2 separate regions of the Triticum aestivum genome follow, and region 1 is linked to region 2. The links are chromatin contacts, called in public Hi-C maps. All regions are on one chromosome and are shown on one strand. The core of a region is the stretch at or near the end of the contact, and the rest is flanking DNA. Distances in the headings are between cores, read along the strand shown. Region 1 holds the start of LOC123091493 (probable F-box protein At2g36090). Region 2 has its middle 230 kb from the start of LOC123091493.

Region 1 (4,037 bases), core at 85-2,584, 230 kb after region 2:
GCGCTCGGCGGCGAGCATCTTCGCTCCTCGCTTCTGATTTCACCCACATCACAAATGCTTCTGGCTGCTCCCTCGGATGAGGCATCCGGGACTTCTCCGCCTTCGTGCCCTCGAAGTAGATTCTCCGAGCGAGATTGAGCAGCTCTTGGTCCGCTTGGATTTGGCAGGTCTGGGCATACCTTGATGCGCAGATTTTTTGGAATGGATCTGAAGTCCTCTCCGCAGCGAGATCTGCTTCCCTCCATTCCTTCACGCACTGCATACACGAGTCGGCGTCGTCGCGAATTCGCATCGCTAGCTCCGTCCACCTCCGCATCCTTGTTGCCTGCAGCGTCGCCGGTGAGACCGAACCAATCGGGCGCAGCTTCTCCGGGAATGACTGGTAAACGAATGGCAGAGGCATCCGAATCACCGTCGAACCCTGCGGGATCCCGGGGGGAGATCCCTGGGAGGCGAGCCGGTGGATCTGGCCTGGCGGGGTGCGGGGGCATCGAGTGGGGGCTGCGGGGGTGGCGGTGTGCGAGCCATCGGCGGGGGCGGCGACGGCGGTGGTGGAGGTGGGTGGGGGAGGGGAAGGGGGTGGAGCGGTCGCAGGAGCGGTCATGATCGTAGATAGACGTAGTTGCCCCTGGTTAATTGTTGTAGGCTTGAAGGTCCGCAAAGCTGCATATCAGCAATAAAGCCGCGTCGAGCTCGGATGAAAAGGTGATTCGTCATTTTTTTCGATGGCTACCATGGTGGTGCCGGAGGCAGGTAAGGAACGCTGGTGTCAAGCTCAAAAATGTTCTGCTATCTTTTCAGTTTTATCATGTCGATCCTAACATAACTTGTACTTGATTTTTATAATATACTCTCTCTGTTCGGAATTACTCGTCCAAAAAATAAATGTATCTAGATATATTTTAGTTGTAGATACATTTATTTTTGTGACAAGTAATTCCGAACGGAAGGAGTAAATGAGATAGTATGTGTTACCATCTAAAAAACGCCGGTCTCCCAGTCCCGAGTCCTCTTGTGCCGGTTTGATTTCTCCTTTTAAGATATACGCGTGACGTGTGGACTCCATCCCACAGCATCACCCACAAGACTAGAAACACCGTTGCCTTGAGCAACTTGGCCTTTTTTATATGGCAGGAGGAATCCTTGGCTGACACGTCAGTCCAAGGAGATAGAACGGCACGGCCCATCCGTCAGTGATAAAACAAACCCAGAAACATCACGACATTTGTTTTTGTATTTATTTTATTCCGGCCTTTGCTTTTGGGCAACGCAAGCAAGTTCAGAGTTGATCAGTTGAACAAAAGGAACCTCTCGCTTTCAGACCGTGATCACTCACCTTACTTGCTCACTATATAAGTATATATATATATACTCTACCCACATAAAGTTATAAGCATACTCAATTCACAGGTGCATAACCAATTCACAGGTCGCACAGGACGAAAGGAATTGCACCGGTGCGAGCTTCGTGTCTGTCCACCATGGCGGCGAGTAGTCAAACTGAGGAGAGCATGATGAACTACGATTCTCCGGCGTGCGGCGGCGACGTGGCAGAGACGGTCATCGAGGACCTCCCCGCGGACGTGCTGTCCCTCGTGCTCCGCCGGCTCGACGGCGCGTCGCTGGCGGCGCTCGGCTGCGCGAGCTCCAGCTTCCACGACCTCGCCACCGACCCCGACACATGGCGCGGACTCTGCCTCGCCCTGTGGCCGTCGGTCGCCGGCCTCCTCGACAATTCTTGCTGCCGCGGCACCGGCGACGGCTTCCACCGGGCGCTCTTCGCCGACGCGTTCCCGTTCCCAGCGACGACGGCGGCGGCCCCGGGCACGGTCGCGCCCGCCCTGCCCAGCCGTCTCGTCTCCGCGGTGGACCTGCACCACAAGGGGGTCTGCATCATGTCGCGCGTGGTGGAGACGGACACCTCGTCGGCGTGGTTCCTGGGCTCGCCGTTCCGCGTCGACGCGCTCCTGCAGGAGGGCTTCTCGGCGGCGTCCTCGATCACGCCGGCGGAGCTCACGCTGAGCTGGCTGCTGCTTGACCCGTCGTCAGGCCGGGCGGTCAACGCCTCCAGCCGGCGGCCGGTGTCCGTTGACCGGAGCTGGCTCACGGGGGAGACGGTGGCGCGGTTCACCGTGGTGCTCGGCGGCGTTGCCCTGGACGCGGCCGTCACGTGCGACGACCGGTTTGGGCACGTCCGGGAGGTCAGCCTGTGCGTGGAGGACGGCGACGGCGGCGGCGTCAGCGGGCGGGACGGGCTGGCAGCGGTCGCCGCGGCCATGGCTGCCCCGAGGCAGGGCCGGGGCGCGGAGGCGGAGGCACAGGCGGCGCGGCAGTACGGGGAGTTCGTGAAGGGGAAGAGCGCGCGGAAGGAGTGGAAGGCAAGGCGGGAGGGGCTCGTCGACCTCTGCTGCTCCGGCGTCGGAGCGGCGGCGTTCGTCGGGTTCCTGGTGATGCTCACGTGCCGGTGAACGCGCGCGCATCGACTAGTAAAGGTTTGCTCACACGTGCGAGGAATGTGAATACGTGTTCGTCCAGTAGGTTACACTGGGACAGAGGGTCGCTGCCACAATGTAAATGTACTGTAGCGCAGGGCCAAGAGTTATCTTTTTTGCATTAATTTTCAGAAAGAGAAACTTGAGAAGATACCGTTGAAAGTTGGGAATATAGTTCTAATTTTTGAAGCTCAGTTTCACTGATGCTGGAGCAAGGTTTTGCCTAAGCCTCAAGCTTCAATAGAACTTCCCTCCCAAGGAAACTGCTTCTCCTCCAACCCAAAGTGCAAGAGAGAGACGGTTTGGCAGGCGAAACAACTGCCCCCTTCCTATGCCGGTAACGCCGCAGGTCCTCGCCTCAGCCTGCTGCTCCGGCGACAGCAGGGGTGGAGACCCCCGGTGATTTGGCTAGTAGATAGGGTAGGCCTCGTTTGTCCTTGAGGTGTCTGTTCGATGGAGGGGACGACGCCGTGTCTGAATAAATTGCCTTTGCCCTTCCTTCATCTCGGGAGCGCTCCAACCGGTGCTGGCGAGGGGCAATTGGCTCTGGTGTCTCAGCGGTCTTCTGATCCGGCGAGCGTAGGTGTCGCGGGTCGGCACACGACGTCTTCCACAATGTCGTTGATCTGTCCAGGAATCTTTGATGGCTTGAAGTTGGGCTCGAGGATGGCGGCTGGCGGCGGCGCCCTTCTTCTTCAACCTTGTCGAATGAAGACGGCGGCGCCGGAATTTGGTGAACACAGGGAAGATCCCCGGCCGACGCTCCACAAAGTCTCGGTTCTGCCGCCTTCGGCAGATCATTTCATCGGCTCATTAAGCAGCATTGACTGCCAAGGTGTTTCTCTAGATTTGGGCATGTTGGTTGATCCCCTCTTCCTGCGAAACTACGGTGCTGCCGGTAATCAATGGTGGACTAAGGTTGGGCATGGCGGAAGGGACTCCAAGACTCAAATTTTGGTTTTTTGGGGGTTCTTTTTGCAAAGCTTCATGGCACCTATAGCTCTGGTTGTTTCGTTTGATTTCTTCGTTGTAAGCGTTGTAATCCTTTGTTTTTAATATGATGTGTGGTTATCGCTCAAAAAAAAAAGCTTCAATAGAACTTGCTAGTAGGCCACAGCTCAAATTGTAAAGAAAGTTACTTCATAATCTGACGCACAGTTAATAACTGCCCAGTAAATCAAACTAAATATTTGCATTCCAAGAAACCCTGATGCTGACCGAGGTGATTGCTCAGTAAAACACACGAAAATGATGATACCATAACATCCTTACAAACTCCTTTTTTTCAATTACATAAATGTAATGACATTGACATAGTCATTTGTAAACAAGGAAGACCATAAGTACTACCAGTCATTGCTATAATATAAAGAATCTACATCAACACATCAATACAAAGCTATACAGAAGTTCCAGAACCAGCGTACAAAACTCACAGAGAACAGAAACACTCTTGTCGCGGCAGCGAGCAACAAGATACCTAGGAAGCAGTCTACATATGTGCATTCTGCAACTCCCGGTAAATTAAATCGATGAACTGGTCAC
Region 2 (4,469 bases), core at 421-2,920:
CGTATACTAAGGGTAGGGTAATGGTTCTGACCTACAGACCCTACCCTAGGACACCATACACCTTATATTGCGCCCCAAGACCAGGATGGCATCAAGATGCATGCCAGTCAGAACGTTTATTCAGACGATACCAACCACTCGAACAGAAACATTCCACTCGACCAGGTCTTCTTCACTCGGCCGAACCCATCAGCACTCAGACAAAGAAGATCAGGAGACTCCCTGGAACCTCAACGGTCAAGACGTGCGTTCGCCCTCTTCAAGTGTAGTTAATGCGCCTGTTCCCAATAAAGTGCGTCATTGAACCCCCTGCCCCCTTTAACCTTTAGTAATGGCGACACACATGGGGCGAAGGCGCACTCTGTATAAGCCTCCCTCCAGCTCCATAGCAAGGGTTCACAATCCATTGTAATCCGTACACTCTAATCAACCAACTCCTGGGCACTGAAACGTAGTCTCATAAATCCGAGTGTAACAACTGCGCCGTAGCTAGGCTTTGCCCTCTAATTCGTACCCCTTATACTATTGTTAGACTTACACCCACGACGAGTACAATGGCCTTGTTGACCCGGCGACCTTGGAGGCACAAGCGTGCAACGAAGCATTATCTCTAGCGACATATCTCCAAGTTCAGTCTGCGTGCATTGCTACTGATTGTGTAGAGGTGGTGAACAATATTTGAGTCTTTGCTCCATGTCACATCCTCCGAGATATCAATCATCGCAGAGAAGCATTTCTTAATCTCGAGTTTATTCATGAAAAGAGGGTTCACGATGGAGAAGCTCATTCTCTTGCAAATGCAGCTACTTCTTTATCTCTTGGGCGCCATGTGTGTCTTGCTGTTTTGCCCAATATTTATCGGTGTTCCTATGAACTTTGATGTATAATAAAGGTATACAGTTCTAAAAAAACATTATTTGAGCTTTACGGGGAGATATTGACCTGGGAATCATCGATTGGATTAAGGGGAGGCCCGGGCCCCACTCCGGTGAAATTCAGGGGAGGGGGTGAATAGTATTAGGAGGAAAGTCACATAACGACCGCAGCTCTAGGGCGCTGATCCTTAGGGGCACGTGCACGATGACTTCCCGTCTGTCATCGACAAGGTCAGGCCGGCTCGAGTATGGGAGCGACGACAGTGGCTCATCGGCGGCTCATTCTGACGGTGACAATGGTCTTCGGTGGTCCATGGACCTCGATGTAATTTTTATTATGTTTGAGGTGTTTTGTGCCTCCGGTGAATTTTTATAAGATCTGATCTTTTTCGGGGGAAAAAACGTGGGTTTTGCATGTTTGTCAAACAGGAGCTCTCCATAAAAGCTCCGCCCAAGGCACCTTCCAAAGCGGATGCATCGGACGACTGCCGTGTCGACTGAGACATGACTGCAAATCAGTTTGGACTCGAGCACCTGGACGAATACTCTCATATGCCCAGTTCCACGGTCGGTCTGCTTCGCACAACAGCGGCGCAAACAGCAGGTCCACGCGCATGAGTGACGACCGGGGCATCGCTGCACGGCTGCACCTAGGAGTACTTCCGTGCTGATAACGAGGCGGGTGGTGAATGCATCTAGTCCAGCAGCAAAAGAAGTGTCAACTGGAACAGGCACCCGGCGGGAGAGACTCTGCACCAAACTGACGGGTTAACGACCACTCCACCAACTCCCAGGATAATCTTTATCCAAAAGCAGTCTCCAAGGATAATACTAGCTGCAAGTCTCATGCATGATGCATGCATGGCATGGCGGCGTCATCTCCCCGGCGAACCTGCCCAGCGGCTTCGGCGCAGACAGAGAAGTAGCAATCAATCAACGGATCAGCGGCGACTACATCTACATGGCAGCTAAGTCGCGACTTGTTATTTAGTAGTACAGGATATTGTTATACCATCTCTTATTTTATGCTTTGCAACTGACCACTATACTCCGGGGTCGTACGGATGATGTGATCTGGTTGTCTCATTTTAAGAGAAAAAAACTTGTGAATACGTACTCGGTAGTGTTAAAACCCGGTTCTTTTGATCGATTCTTTTAGAATATTGAGAATCGGGCCTTTCCCAGCTTCTTTCAGAATCTTGAACGCATATATTTTTTCAATCCTAACTAGTCAGGATGTAAACAATTAGGAGGACGAGACTTGCCTGCTCCTTTTCCATGCTCCCATCCGTGCTCCCGCTTATGTGGCTTGATTTGATTGAAAGAAAATAAGACCCGGCCGCACCCCCTGAAAATCAGAGGGGGGGGGGGGGGGGAATGATTAGATTAGAAAAGAAAAAGAAAAAAAGACAGCCGTAGGATGAAGTGGGAGCACGGATGGGAGCATGGGAAGGGAGCAAGCAAGCCGGATCCCGATTAGGATTGTCAAAAATATATGAGTTCAAGATTCTAGAAGAAACTGGGTGGAGGATCGATTCTAAAGATTCTGATAGAATCGGCCAAAAGAACTGGGTCAAAGATTTCTTGTGAATAAAACATTGTTAACTTAAATCGTTCTAACTACTGAATGGATTTTTCCTAAAAAAAACTACTGAATGGATTTGGTTCCGGTAATGCGCCCAGAACTATGGCATGCGAGTACTACGCGGGAGCAACTAATTAACGAGCGCTCCTTCGGGAGCCTGTCAACGATTAGCGCCACTTGGCGCGCTCTCGGCTATTCGCCCTGTATCACGCTCTGGGCGCGCTCTCGGCTATTCGCCATGTATCACGCTCTGGGCGCTCCTTCCGGATTTTGTTTTTTTTAATTTTCCGCACGCGTTTTTTGGCTTTTTAAACGGTTTTTCCCTTTTTTGGCGTTTTGGTTTTCCACTGGTCTTCTCTAGCTTTTCGACCAATTTTTTTTGACAAAAATATCTTTTTTGCACAAAAAACGCATTTTTGTGTGAGAGTCACGGTTTTGTTTTCGTGAGAGGCACGGTTGTGCTTTCGCGAGAGGCACGGACGTGCCTCTTGGAAAAGGAAAAAAATGTGTTTTCTGTTTTTTTTTCGCGAGAGGCACGGTTTTGCTTCCGCGAGAGGCACGGTTGTGCTTTCGCGAGAGTCACGGCCGTGCCTCCTCGGAAACGAAAAAAAAACACGTTTTCTGTTTTTGTTTCTTTCGCGAGAGGCACGGTTTTGCTTCCGCGAGAGGCACGGTTGTGCTTTCGCGAGAGACACGGTTGTGCCTTTTTTGGAAAGAGAAAAAACGCGTTTTCTGATTATTATTTTTTATTTCGCGAGCGGTTTTGCTTCCGCGAGAGGCACGGTTGAAATTCCGTCAGAGGCACGGGCGTGCCTCTTTCGGAAAGGGAAAAAAAACCGTGTTCACAGTTCAGTTTTTTCGTCGGTTTTTTCGTCCGGTTTGTTCGTCAAAAAAAGTTCGTCAAAACCTATCAACATGTGGATCTACTTTTGAAGATCTCGACGCGAGGAATCCAACAGCGAAAGCGGTTTGAGATTTGGACGCACGGTTTAAGAGATAAAACGTTTTAAATAAACGGATCTACGAAAAAAAGAAAAACATCCAGGTTACGACAAGTGACGCACATGCGACGTGCCACTTGTCGCAAAAGTTGGAGTAATCTTCACAATAAGTACTCCTTAATTAGTGATTTCAATATTATGCATGAGCTACATGTCTTTTCTTGTAAAGGTTGAACTAATTATCATACCTTTGATTGACCATATTCTCTGTAGGAGTCGGGCGATAATGGACTCATATGTGTACAATTCTCTCCTGATGTAGCGGCGTCTCGGCGTTGGACGTGTGTTGATGGATGCGCACAGGATGATGTTGTTGTTTGGCGTCGTGGTGGCGTTAATGAAAAGTGGGCCTGACAAAGTGGGCCTAAAATAGTGGTAATAGTGGTAATAAACAATAAGGAAATACGTGTTAAATTCCTAGAAATTTCTAAATTTAACTTATGAAATAGTGGTAATACACTTGTCCATGCTACAAAATTTTAGTTCAAAACCTAATTCGCAACTTCTTAAGCAAAAGAATAAAATATCTACCTAGCACAAAATTCTATCCGATGGGACTGGAAACATCCTGCTAGCATTACTGACGCATATAGCCGGAAGCGGTTTTTTAGTTGTGTATCGTATTCAGATATAAGAACTTATACTAATGATATCAAAATATTCCTGTCAAAAAAGAATATCATACGAAAATATACACTTTTGTTTCGAGAGAAAATACACTTTGACTTTTAAAATATCAAACTAGGGGCACAAGTCCACTTCTTGTTGAGTTGGATTAGTGCACTTCATATGTGCTATAAACTTTTGAAAACCGGAGGGAGAGCATAAACCGTTGCGCGGGTTGTTTGATTTCAATATAAATATATAACATATTGATCAGTTCAACACAGTCATAGCTTCTAGATCAAGTTTGTACAAGTCAAAGATACAAGAAAGAAAAGAGGACAAACGCAAATTGACAAGAACCTACATGCATGTCATTGTCACCGATGACTGATGATTATACCA

Evidence for each region. Hi-C and Micro-C count contacts between places; a contact is called where the count stands out from the background.
Region 1: a contact with region 2 is called in a Hi-C map of leaf, with 4 times the contacts expected there. The contact joins the promoter of LOC123091493 here to the enhancer-like site in region 2. A contact is called at or near these places in 1 of 5 Hi-C or Micro-C datasets (leaf) and 1 of 1 datasets of contacts at active chromatin or transcription factors (leaf).

What each region holds. Positions count from the first base shown.
Region 1 is chr4B:138,880,699-138,884,735 of IWGSC CS RefSeq v2.1, forward strand. It overlaps LOC123091493 (probable F-box protein At2g36090), which reads left to right and starts at 1,335. Exons shown (of 1, transcript XM_044513024.1): 1 at 1,335-2,643. The coding sequence starts at 1,482. The coding sequence ends at 2,468. It overlaps LOC123091491 (mRNA-decapping enzyme-like protein), which reads right to left. Exons shown (of 8, transcript XM_044513023.1): 8 at 3,704-4,037. The coding sequence ends at 3,985.
Region 2 is chr4B:138,654,106-138,658,574 of IWGSC CS RefSeq v2.1, forward strand. No RefSeq gene overlaps it. Among protein-coding and RNA genes, the nearest start is that of LOC123091493, 230 kb to the right of the region's middle. Within about 2 kb of position 1,671, at least 2 of the 8 cell types and tissues checked have an H3K27ac peak or open chromatin away from gene starts, as enhancers often do. A contact at or near this core is called in leaf, where this site is marked.